Linked DNA regions of Mus musculus: region 2 is linked to region 1. The links are chromatin contacts, called in public HiChIP or PLAC-seq maps. All regions are on one chromosome and are shown on one strand. The core of a region is the stretch at or near the end of the contact, and the rest is flanking DNA. Distances in the headings are between cores, read along the strand shown. Region 1 overlaps Kirrel3 (kirre like nephrin family adhesion molecule 3). Region 2 holds the start of Kirrel3os (a long non-coding RNA gene).

The links. HiChIP or PLAC-seq counts read pairs in DNA pulled down with a chosen protein or histone mark.
Region 2: an HNF4G HiChIP or PLAC-seq map of pancreatic cancer cells shows a contact between it and region 1, with 10 times the contacts expected there. The contact joins the promoter of Kirrel3os here to the enhancer-like site in region 1. A contact is called at or near these places in 3 of 115 datasets of contacts at active chromatin or transcription factors (embryonic basal ganglia, pancreatic cancer cells and stem cell-derived neural progenitor cells) and 1 of 9 other capture datasets (adipose tissue).

What each region holds. Positions count from the first base shown.
Region 1 is chr9:34,535,418-34,540,511 of GRCm38.p6, reverse strand. The region is part of intron 1 of Kirrel3 (kirre like nephrin family adhesion molecule 3); the gene reads right to left. Among named protein-coding and RNA genes, the nearest start is that of Kirrel3, 49 kb to the right of the region's middle. Within about 2 kb of position 1,696, at least 25 of the 459 cell types and tissues checked have an H3K27ac peak or open chromatin away from gene starts, as enhancers often do. A contact at or near this core is called in pancreatic cancer cells, where this site is marked.
Region 2 is chr9:35,005,217-35,010,276 of GRCm38.p6, reverse strand. Kirrel3os (a long non-coding RNA gene) reads left to right here and starts at 2,582. Exons shown (of 16, transcript XR_003948304.1): 1 at 2,582-4,665. Kirrel3 (kirre like nephrin family adhesion molecule 3) reads right to left here. Exons shown (of 17, transcript NM_001190911.1): 7 at 2,479-2,584.

The DNA of each region.
Region 1 (5,094 bases), core at 447-2,946:
CCATCCTCCTTTATGGAGGGAGATTAGTGCAACTGAGAAGAGTTCTCAGTCCTGTCCCAGGCACAGAGAGGGTCCAGGAAAGTTGAGCACTAGTCCGAAAGTTAGAAAAAAAGTAGAATGCTGTAGCGATCCTGGCTCACCATACAGCACTCTAAATAATGGGCTATCCCTACTCTAGGACTGAGAGAAGAAGATAGCTCTGAAGGACTTAGGTTTCCCAAGACATGGGAAACAACTACGCAGGAAAATGCATTTGCTAGAAAGACACTTATGACAAACCAGCGAGATTCAGTTTCCTCCCTCCAGGCTTTCTTTGTGCTTCTCCCCAAAGTCCCCAAAACTCCCACCTGCTCTGAAAGGTGACTGGCCTGGGCCAACATGTTAGTTTAACAGCACCGAGGGAGAAAAAAAGAAAAAAAGAATTCAGGAGCCTTCCTGGAAGAGGTGTCAGAAGGGAGGCACCTCCAGCTGCTTATCAAAATCTCGAAGTGCTCACTCCTGAGTGCACCTAGCACACATGTACATGCTCCACCAAGCAGCCAGGACTGAGTCAAGGATCAATGAAAATAATACATGGAAGATTTTCAGGAATGTGCCTGGCACACAGCAAGGGCTAAAATTGTTAGCTATTCTTTGCTCTCTATATTGATATTTAGCATTCACAAACAGGTTTCCAAACAGGATCCTCTACTAGTGCACACACAGAGAAATGAATACCCTAAATTTATCCATCCATACTCATTCATTCATTTATTCCTTTAAACAAGTTCCTAGAGATGGATCAGTTGGCCCCATAGTTATTTTTGGTTAGCTCTAGATACATAGTTCAGTGTTTCCACCAGCATGATGAGTTATCTGGGCACCATGAATTATAATTCTTTGTGGGGTGGTGAGTTTTCTGAAGAGGAAGCTAGAAAGAATCAGCAGAATGACCCTTTACTGGAACTGCTGTCAAGGGGATAATGTTCCTTGTAGCTCTTAAATGTTGATATTCTGATTCTTCTGGAACACTGAAATGGTGATGTGCTTCTCATGGAGTGACAGATAAGTGCAAGTCAGGCTGGGAGCACCCCATGGTGCTTAGGTTCTCCCTGGGCTCCAGCTAGCAGATATCAAAGGCTGAGCATCTCTCCATTCAACCTCTGACAAAAGAGAGAGATTGCTGTACCAGAGTGCTGTTGTCAGGCAAATAGGGATCCTCTTCTCAAAGGGCATTTTCTTCTGCATGGTGAGTGGGACGCCTGCTATATCTAGGACACATTCCAAAAATAAAATTCGGTGGCCACCAAGTGACTCAACGTAGCACCCTTCATTCTCCAAGAGAGGAAGGTTGCTAAGAATGGCAGGAACCACCCACAGATGGTCTGGGTACCAGTTGCATCAACAGATGCATACACAACACAGCCCTTTCCTTTAGAGCAACCAGCCAAGCTCACATCGAGTTCTCCACTGTGTACATTCAAAGCAAAATAAAGAATCCAAGAAAATCTGCATGCCAGTGTGTTTGGAGTCCAAGATAGATCAGGCAACGGGCCCAAGAGAAATGTAAGGCATCTGGCCACAACTCTCAACCTGAGCATTGAATTATGTCTCAGCTTTAAAACATCAAAGGGTGTCTGATGTCCATAAGGACCACACTGCTCTGATCTCCATTGTTTACATTGTTTGGTGGCCAAGGCCTTTTGGAATCTGAGTTTAGTCACCCAATTTCATGACTCATAAATGGTCCAGCTCAGGCAAGCCTTGCTTCCCCACTATGATCTTCTCACCACTCATTCTTGTTTCTGCTTTCAGGCCCTTACTCACTCACGCTTGGCATATTTTAAGACATTTTCATGTTCCTCCTACACATAGAAGATACAGCCTTCTGTGAGGCACAGCTGGGGACACTTTGGCCAACCAGTCTTGCTCCGTGCCACTATGCCACACACTCTCTCTCTCTCTGTCTTCCCCCCTCAGTCCCTCTTTCTTCCCTTTCTTCCCTCCCTCCTCCCCTCCCTTCTCTCTTATTCCCTCCATTCTTTCCTCCCCCCTCCCTTTTTCTTCTTCCTTAACATCTTACCTCACAGAAGGTTGGTTGGTTGGGGAACTACATCTCTTTCTCTCCCTCTCTCTTCCCCATCTCAACTCACAGAATGAAGATTGGATGGGAAACCATGAGTCTTGTCTGCATTCTTATCTTAGAAATTCTAGCATGCTAGTATGTTCTATCAAATCTCATTTGTATTCAAAACTCAGACTTCTTTACCTAAAAGGTGACAAAAGAGAATGAAAGTCAGGCCTCCCTAGGAACAAAGATACACCGTCCAAAGGAGGGAAAATTGCCAATATTAGACCTGCTAGAGAAAAGATTCATGGTCCAGGAGGCCGGAGACTTTTCTCAAGTAGAGGAAAATTCAAAGATGCATACTTAGTTCAGAAATAAAGTTTCTTCGTGTTGGTAACACTGAGAAATATTCACAAATTTTGAATCAAATTAAATTGGTAAAGTTCTCTTAGTCCTGTATTAGTCAGTTTTCTAGCATTGTAACAAAATATCCATAATAAGCAACTCATGAAGAGGAAAGGTTTATATTGGTTCATGCTTTAGAAGTTCCATTCTCTGGTTGGGTGGATGCATTGCCTTTAAGCCTCTGAGGAGGGTGCTGGGTAGTATAGCAGGGACGAATGGCAGAGCAAAACTGCCTACCACATCCTCCAGAAATACAAACAGTGACTGGGGAAGGAGCTCTGAGGTACATAACCCCTGTCAAAGGTCTGCTTCCAATGACCCTTTCCTAAGACCTCCTGTTCAAAGATTCTATCACATGCCAATAGAACTACCTTGGAGACTGACCCTTTAACACGTGGCTATTTGAGGGACATTCAAGATCCAAATGTTAGCATCTCTCTGGGAGCAGCTAGCTGACTACCTACCACAGATATGAAACGCCATGGCAAGGATCATCATGGAGGAGAGGAATCATGCATACCCTTTGCTTTCAGTCAAAACAAAAGAGAGTGGATACTGAAAACAAAGATGGGCATATAGAGGGATGTGCTGGGTGTTCAGTCATGGATTTTCATATTTCTGAATTCCCTCTAATGAGAACATAAGCTGCAGAGGGGCCGAAAGCATGCTTTACATTTTCCAGTTTATTGCCTGTAGCATCTGGCTCACTGAAGGACACACAGTAGCCACAACACGATGTCTTACTGAGTGGTGTGATTGACGAGCCTCTCAGAAGCTGTGGAGCCAGATGCTGCTGGAAGTTGGAAGTAGGTCTCTTCAGGAATGAGACAAGACAGTAGTAGAACAGGAGTTGCCAGGTGAGAACACTAGGGTGAGGCCCCAGTGTGAAACTTGTGCTTGTATCCCCCTCCTTACAGAATGGCTAACTGCCTTCTAGGGTCAGGCATTCTGTCTGAAACAGCTGCCCAGTCATCAGCAGATGGGACCCTGCTCAGTGCAACCAGTAGAAGAAGCAAACTTCCTGGTCATACATCTTCTGGTTCAGCCTCTCCTGCACTGAGCCATGGGGACTGGATGAAGTTCCCTGGAAATTCTTACCATGCTACTGCAGTCTTGAAGAATGAGCTTACCCAGAAGAAAGAAGCTGTTGACCAAAGAAAGGGAAGAAAGGGTAGAAATTATGCTTCAAACTAGGCCAACCACGAACAGAAAGTAGCTACAGCAAATCCATGCTTACGTATCTTATATATCCTGGCAGAGGCTCAGGGGGAGTAAAAGAAATATAGGGATTTAAAATAAATTGAGGGGTTTGTTTATGACTTATTTCCCCCTCTCTGTGTTTATAAGGGTGCATATATTTCTGTGTGTGCAACTCTGCATGCTGTGGACACCCAAGGTTAACACTGGCTGTCTTTCTCTGTCAGTTTCCACCTTATATATTGAGAGAGACTCTTACTGGACCTCGAGCTTACTGTTTCGGCTAGACTCCCTGGCTATCGAGCGCCAGGGATCTCCCTTTTACTGCCTCCCCAGAACTGGGGCCAGAGAAATACACTGCCACCCCATTACCCCAAGCTTTAATGTAAGTGCTGAGAATCGAACTTAAGCCCTCAGGCTGGAGCATAAAGCATTTTACTGACTGAGTTGTTTCCTCCACCCTGTGTTTATGACTGAAATATGATGGCAATAAAGTCTAGGAAAGAAGACGAAAGATGCAAGTGTAAACTGGTCACAATGAAACTATTAATGGACAATTACAAGCGTAGGTCAGATATAATTCACACACACACACACACACACACACACACAGAGAGAGAGAGAGAGAGAGAGAGAGAATGGACAGAGTGCACAACTACAATGGTGAGATAAAAGGGGCTGATTGGTGCCAGCAAATAATCAAATTGACCTCCAGTTCTTCACAAAAGAACAATTCTTACACATTCAAACCACAGAGTAGTAAACAAGTGTGTGTGTGTGTGTGTGTGTGTGTGTGTGTGATAGTCCTGCCTCTTCAAGGTCTCTCAAATGGCTTTTCTGATATACTGTTTTTATATAAATTCTGCAGTGACTTTCCCCTGGTGTTATTAGATGTTTGGGTTCCTCCGCCTGCCACAGGCTTATTTATGCTATCCTGATTTAGATCTCTTCCCTTCCCTCTCCTTTGCTGGAGCTGTTTTCACTGCATATTCTGCTGAGCTGCACAGCAACAAGACACATGCCCACCCCATTGAGGGATTGTGTGCATGAGTGTGCACACAGGGCTGCGGATATGGATATTTCATATCCATTTCGTTCCATGGGCTTCCAAATGAGGGTGCTGTGGGGTGTCGTGGACATCAGTGTAAGCATGAAAGGCCATGGAGTGAGTAATGGCCCATGGTCACCAATGGAGAGAAATTCAATGCAGTTCCCATTTGGCCTCAAAAATGAATAAATAAGTAAAGCCTGGTTTGGAGTTGACATTTTTATTTTATAGTCACATTAGAGTTGAGTTCAGACTGATTTCGTGCTATTATTGTTGATTATTTATCACTTCAGTGGAGAATTTATTGATTTACTTAATATTCATTGCTGATAACATGAGAGATCTGTAAATTACAAATTGTCTGGGGGCTCTGAGATGTTTAATTACGCTCTGCCTT
Region 2 (5,060 bases), core at 1,333-3,832, 470 kb before region 1:
GTTCTTTTTAATCCCTTATCTGTCAAAGACCTCAGAGAATAAAGCCCAGAGCATTTCTTGTTGTGTTTGAGCCTGGTCCCTGGGTTCCTTCAGGCAGTGGAGTGGTAGCTTCCTATCCCAGGGTAGGGTTGAGAGAGGATACATGTCTAATTTCAGAGATTACAGCCTCTTAGATGAACCCAGGAGGAAGTGATCAAGATAAACGAATGGAAGAAACAAAGATCCCTGTAATCTTGTCAACGTCATTTGGGAAAAACCAATGTAGTTACGATAAAGATTTGTTTAAGGCATTTTTCTCCTGGGTCTCAGCACTATGTGGAAAATGAATCTGGGATGTTGCTGGCAAGACCTCTTTGGGGAGAAGGGGCTGAACAGGAGCTCAAATCTTTCCTTGCCTTTAGAGCTCAGCCCAGTTTCCCCACCTCTTCCTCAGGGCCAAAAGAGCTCCCAAGTCCTTTTGGGACCTAAAGCAAGTCCAAGCTGGTCCTTCCACAACCATAGACACTTCAGCTAATCAAAAGGCTCTAAGGATTGGCAGTAAATAAGAATAGTGACCATCTGCAGGGATCCCAATCACTCTTGTCTCTCCTTTTTTACCAGGAACTCATGGAGGATGCAGAATGCTTCAGCGTAGGAGAGGAAGGGAGGGAGTCCTACAGAACCCAGTAGTCTAGGGGAATTGCATGTTCTCTCTGTGTTCATTTATTACATTGTTAGCTTGAAGAGGTAAAAATCTCAAGGAGAAAGAAGAAGGTTGAATTTCAACTAGCTGCCATCTTTTCTTCACCTAGATTTGCTAGTAGTTCATGTTTGATGGTGCACGTTTCAAAATGACGTCCCTGTGTGTGCCCATACTCTATCCTTCTTCTTGCTGTTCTGGGTCTTTCAGTCAGACTCAGCAGCTAGGTACCCTGCTGAGGTCAGAAGGCAGGTGGAGGGCTCAGGCCTTTTTGGGTGAAGCCTGCTGACTATCTGGGGCATGCTGCCATGCTTTCTGCTCAACAGCTCACTGAGCCCCTAGACAGAGAGTCTGGCAGTGACAGGGAAATGGGGAGTTGAGTGTCTCAGTCTCTTAGGTTCCTTAGGCATTTTGGGGGACTGTGGTGATGGTCAATGGACAGGCTGTCTGCCTGTCTGGTGGGGGATGCTTATGGATGAGAAAGGAGCTGGCATTTGAAGTATCTCCTGGGAAGAGTACCCCTGTCTAGGGACTGTGAGCTGAGAGCTGGGCACAGACAGGAGAGAAACACGGGGATGTCAGGGACAGTTAGAAGCCCAGAGAAAAGCACCTTTTTAGTTCCTTCTGCATCTTCTGTCACTTCTGGATAGTTCCAGATCCAGGCCAAACCAGCCTCAGGATCTGATTGGACAATAGGATTCCTGGGAGTAGGAAGCTCCCTGTCTTTCTGGTGGATGATATCAGAGGCCATCTGATCTTCTTGCTTCCAGTGGGGCGAGGGTTAACTCAGAAGGGATGGATAGAGAGACTGTAGGACTTCCCAATTTCTGGCTCCAATGCTGCTCTATTATCCACGCTGCAGGGCGCCAGAGCAGTTCACTATGTCCACCCTGAGTCTACCATGGCTTTCTCTGTGGCCCATTGCCCTTTCTCCCACCTGCTGGGACCGCTCAGCCTCATATCTCATGTCTTATATCCCTCTCCTCCATATCCCTAGTCATTGCCTTCCTTGGCCGGGACCATTAGCATTCTTGCCACTTGCAGAAGCTGCAGCTTAATAGCTCGTATCCATCGTGGAAGTGATGTCCTGGGCTCTGCCATCAAGCCTGGGTTGGTGGGATGTTAGAGTCATGGGAAGCTCTACAAAACATCAACCTTTGAGATCACTTAGTTTCTGGAATGCCATGTGATGATAAGCACAGGCAGTGCCCAGAGGAGCTGCTCTGAAGGTTTATTTGATCAGTCAGATGCATGTAAGGAATGCCTAGTTTATGCCATGCGATACGCCGCATGCTGAGAGCCATAAGTGACTAAATTGCAGTTCTTGCCTCTGAGAAACTCGGTCAGAAGGCGGAGACAGGCATGTGAAAAACAGTGATGCCTTTATCAGTTCTGTGGATGAGGATACAGGGTGAGGGGTGGCTCTGCAGGATTCCAGGTGCCCTTTGGGCTCTGGCCAACTATGCAGTGCTAAGTACACTGACTTATCCATTCTGCTAGCGATTTCAACATGTGTCTCAGCCTTGTTCTGTCATTTTAGAAATATGAAATAAACAAGCCATTGAAAGAGGAGAGGCACCCCTGATTCCTTGGCGGCGGGGGTGGGGTGGGGTGCATTTGAGCTTGAACGGAAGAGAGTGTCTGCTTGGCCAGTAGGTGGGTCTGGCATGTAGGGGAGAGGGAAGGCTGTTTGGGCACCTGCTGTGAAGCAACACTGTGGCCATGTGTGACATTCCACATGACAGGCACTGGGGTGGAGGAGCCTTAGACCAGGCTGTCTTCACAGCAGTGATGCTCACCTGTACTGGGTGACAGCTGGGTTGGCCTTTGCAGAGCAGTGGAACGTGACGATGTTGTCCTCCAATACCGGCTGTGGTTCCACGGACAAGTTGACAAGCGGTGGATCTGCAGGGAGAAGAGACTCACATACAGATGGGGAAAGAATAGGGCAGGGAGTCAGGGAAGGGCAAAACCTGGGATCCTGTCACCCAGGGGTTCCCTGAAGAGTGAGGGAGGCCTCATCAGGAGGCGACTTTGCTCCCTAGAAGTAGCTGCTTCAGATAGCCCTAGGTGCTGAGTGCTGGTCCCTCTATGACTCAGGGCTGGAACTAAACTGAACATCCATCTCTGGTGCACTGGCTTCCCTGGCCCCAGACATGGGGCTTAGCTTCAACTTCCACTCCACTTGAGGGGAGTGGTGGGAAGGGCCACTCAACCCACACACAGTACAAGCTTTTCTGTTTGTGAAATGTCTGTTTATTCTCTCCATGTAAAGGCTGTGGAGCCTCGGGTAACTCGAAGGCAGCATTTCCATCCTTTCATCTCTGCTGAGTGCTGACTGGTGTCAGCAAGCCCTCAGCATCCTGAGTAGGGACAGTTTGTTTTCTCATCTGACAGGATAAGAAGCCACACTCTGAATGAAATGCTAAATGGTCTGAGGTGGAGGAGGTGGAAAGTGGGAGATGGGGAGCCCACAGAGGGACCCATGTGGTTTGGTGGTGGTCATGGCAAACTGAGGGAGGCAAAGCTTATAACACTGAAACTGGAAGTGGCAATCACAGGGAAAGACAGACACCCTAGACAGACAAAGACAGATATAGAGATGGGGGGGGGCACCTACTGAGGCTTGCAGAAGGGTAAGAAAAGGAGAAACCTAGAGATGGGGGTAGGGAGGGGGAATAAAGAGTGAGATGAGGCTGTTTACAGACACACCCAGACTAAGATACATAACTCAAGAAAGTCAGGGAGACTTAACATGTAGGAAATGATAGGATATTGGAGAGAAAGAACACATGAAACAAAGAACACAGGAAAATGGGGATGGGGACAGAGAGAGAGAGAGAGAGAGAGACAGACAGACAGGCAGACAGACAGACAGACATGGGGAGAACAGAAAAATGGGCCTAGCAGGACTGAAGGTCTGCAGAGATGCAGAGAAGTAGACCTAGGCCCAGGGAACAGCCTGTTGGTCTGGTGGCTTTTTCCTTCTCAAGTAGTCAGTCTCATGCTTTCCCCAGAGGTTGGCTCATCCTGACACTGTATTCCCTGTAGCTCCCAAGCCTGGGTCCAGCACTTCCAGGCATCTTCCAAAGTGCAGGGGAAGGGAGGGTGAGCTTTTCCTCAACAGGTCCTGGAAGCCTGGCTAGAGTACACTCCCTGGCTGAGTTAGAGGGCGCCAAGCTCTCATGGCCTTAGTACCTGGGGCATCATCTCCTGACCTAGTGCCTGGCAATGAGTGCCCGGGTACCAGACGTTCACAAGGATTCTCTGTGGATTCAGTCTCAGAAAATGCAGTCAGAAGGCAGTTTCTCAGAGGCTATGGAGGATACATGTGTGGGGCACCCCAGGGAGTGACTATGTCCTCCTGTTCTGAGCTCTCCCAGATTCTGTCTGTGAGCTGCTGCTCAGGTTGGGTGCCAAGTGTGGGCACAGGGCTGAGCGGGGTTGCTATCGGCAGATGCCAGCAAAGAACCCCCACTTCTGAGCAGCAGGTGGCCACTTGTGTCTATTCTCCCAACCTTGTCTCCTACTTCCAGAAGGGAGAATGCAATCAGGTGGCTCTTCTGGCACAGGAGTGGCTGGCCTGTGCATCTTTTTATTTGGAGTTACAGGGAACATTGTGGTGCTATACTGTGGAACTTAAGCCTCCTTCCACCCCCAGGGTCATGGGTTAACGACTTGTTCCTCAGACACATGCTATTGAGGAGGAACTGGGAATTTTGAGGTGGGTGGGGGCAGTGGGAAGTCTAACAGAGGCCTTGTGGGGCTTGTGAGATCCCAGTCTCCTCTTTATTCCTTGTTCCCTGGCCCTTGGGGAGGTGCTTCCATGAGCACAAAGTCCTGCTATGAGGTGCCCTCTTAAAACAATGGGACCTCCTGATTGTGAAGTGGATCATCTCAAATTGTGGACTGAAATAAACCTTTTTTGTTTGTTTGTTTGTTTGTCTCAGATTTTTGCTACATTGATAGGAAACTGAGCAATACAGGTAAGTACATTATCCACATTAATTTCGATTTTCTTTTTTTTTTTTTTGTTTTCAAGGTGGTTCCACATGGGAGAGGTTTATTGTGCAGAGATAGAGGGGCGGTGAAGCAGGTAGAAGGGCACAGAAGAGGAAAAAGAGAGAAAGAGGGGGGAGAGAAGAAAGAGAAGAAAGAGAGAGCGCGAGAAGGGGGTGATTCCCTAATTTATACGGAAAATGATGTCACACCAGTGAGGGTGTGAACTGAGCCAAGTGGATTGTGGGATTGAGGGTCATTGTCCTGGCAATGCAGGTCAAGGATCACATAGTTAGGCCTGGGCTTGGAGTGTCCTGATGCTAACATTCCTCCCTTCTTGTTATTATAAAAAGAAAGGGAGAAAAGGAGAGGGGAAACCAAT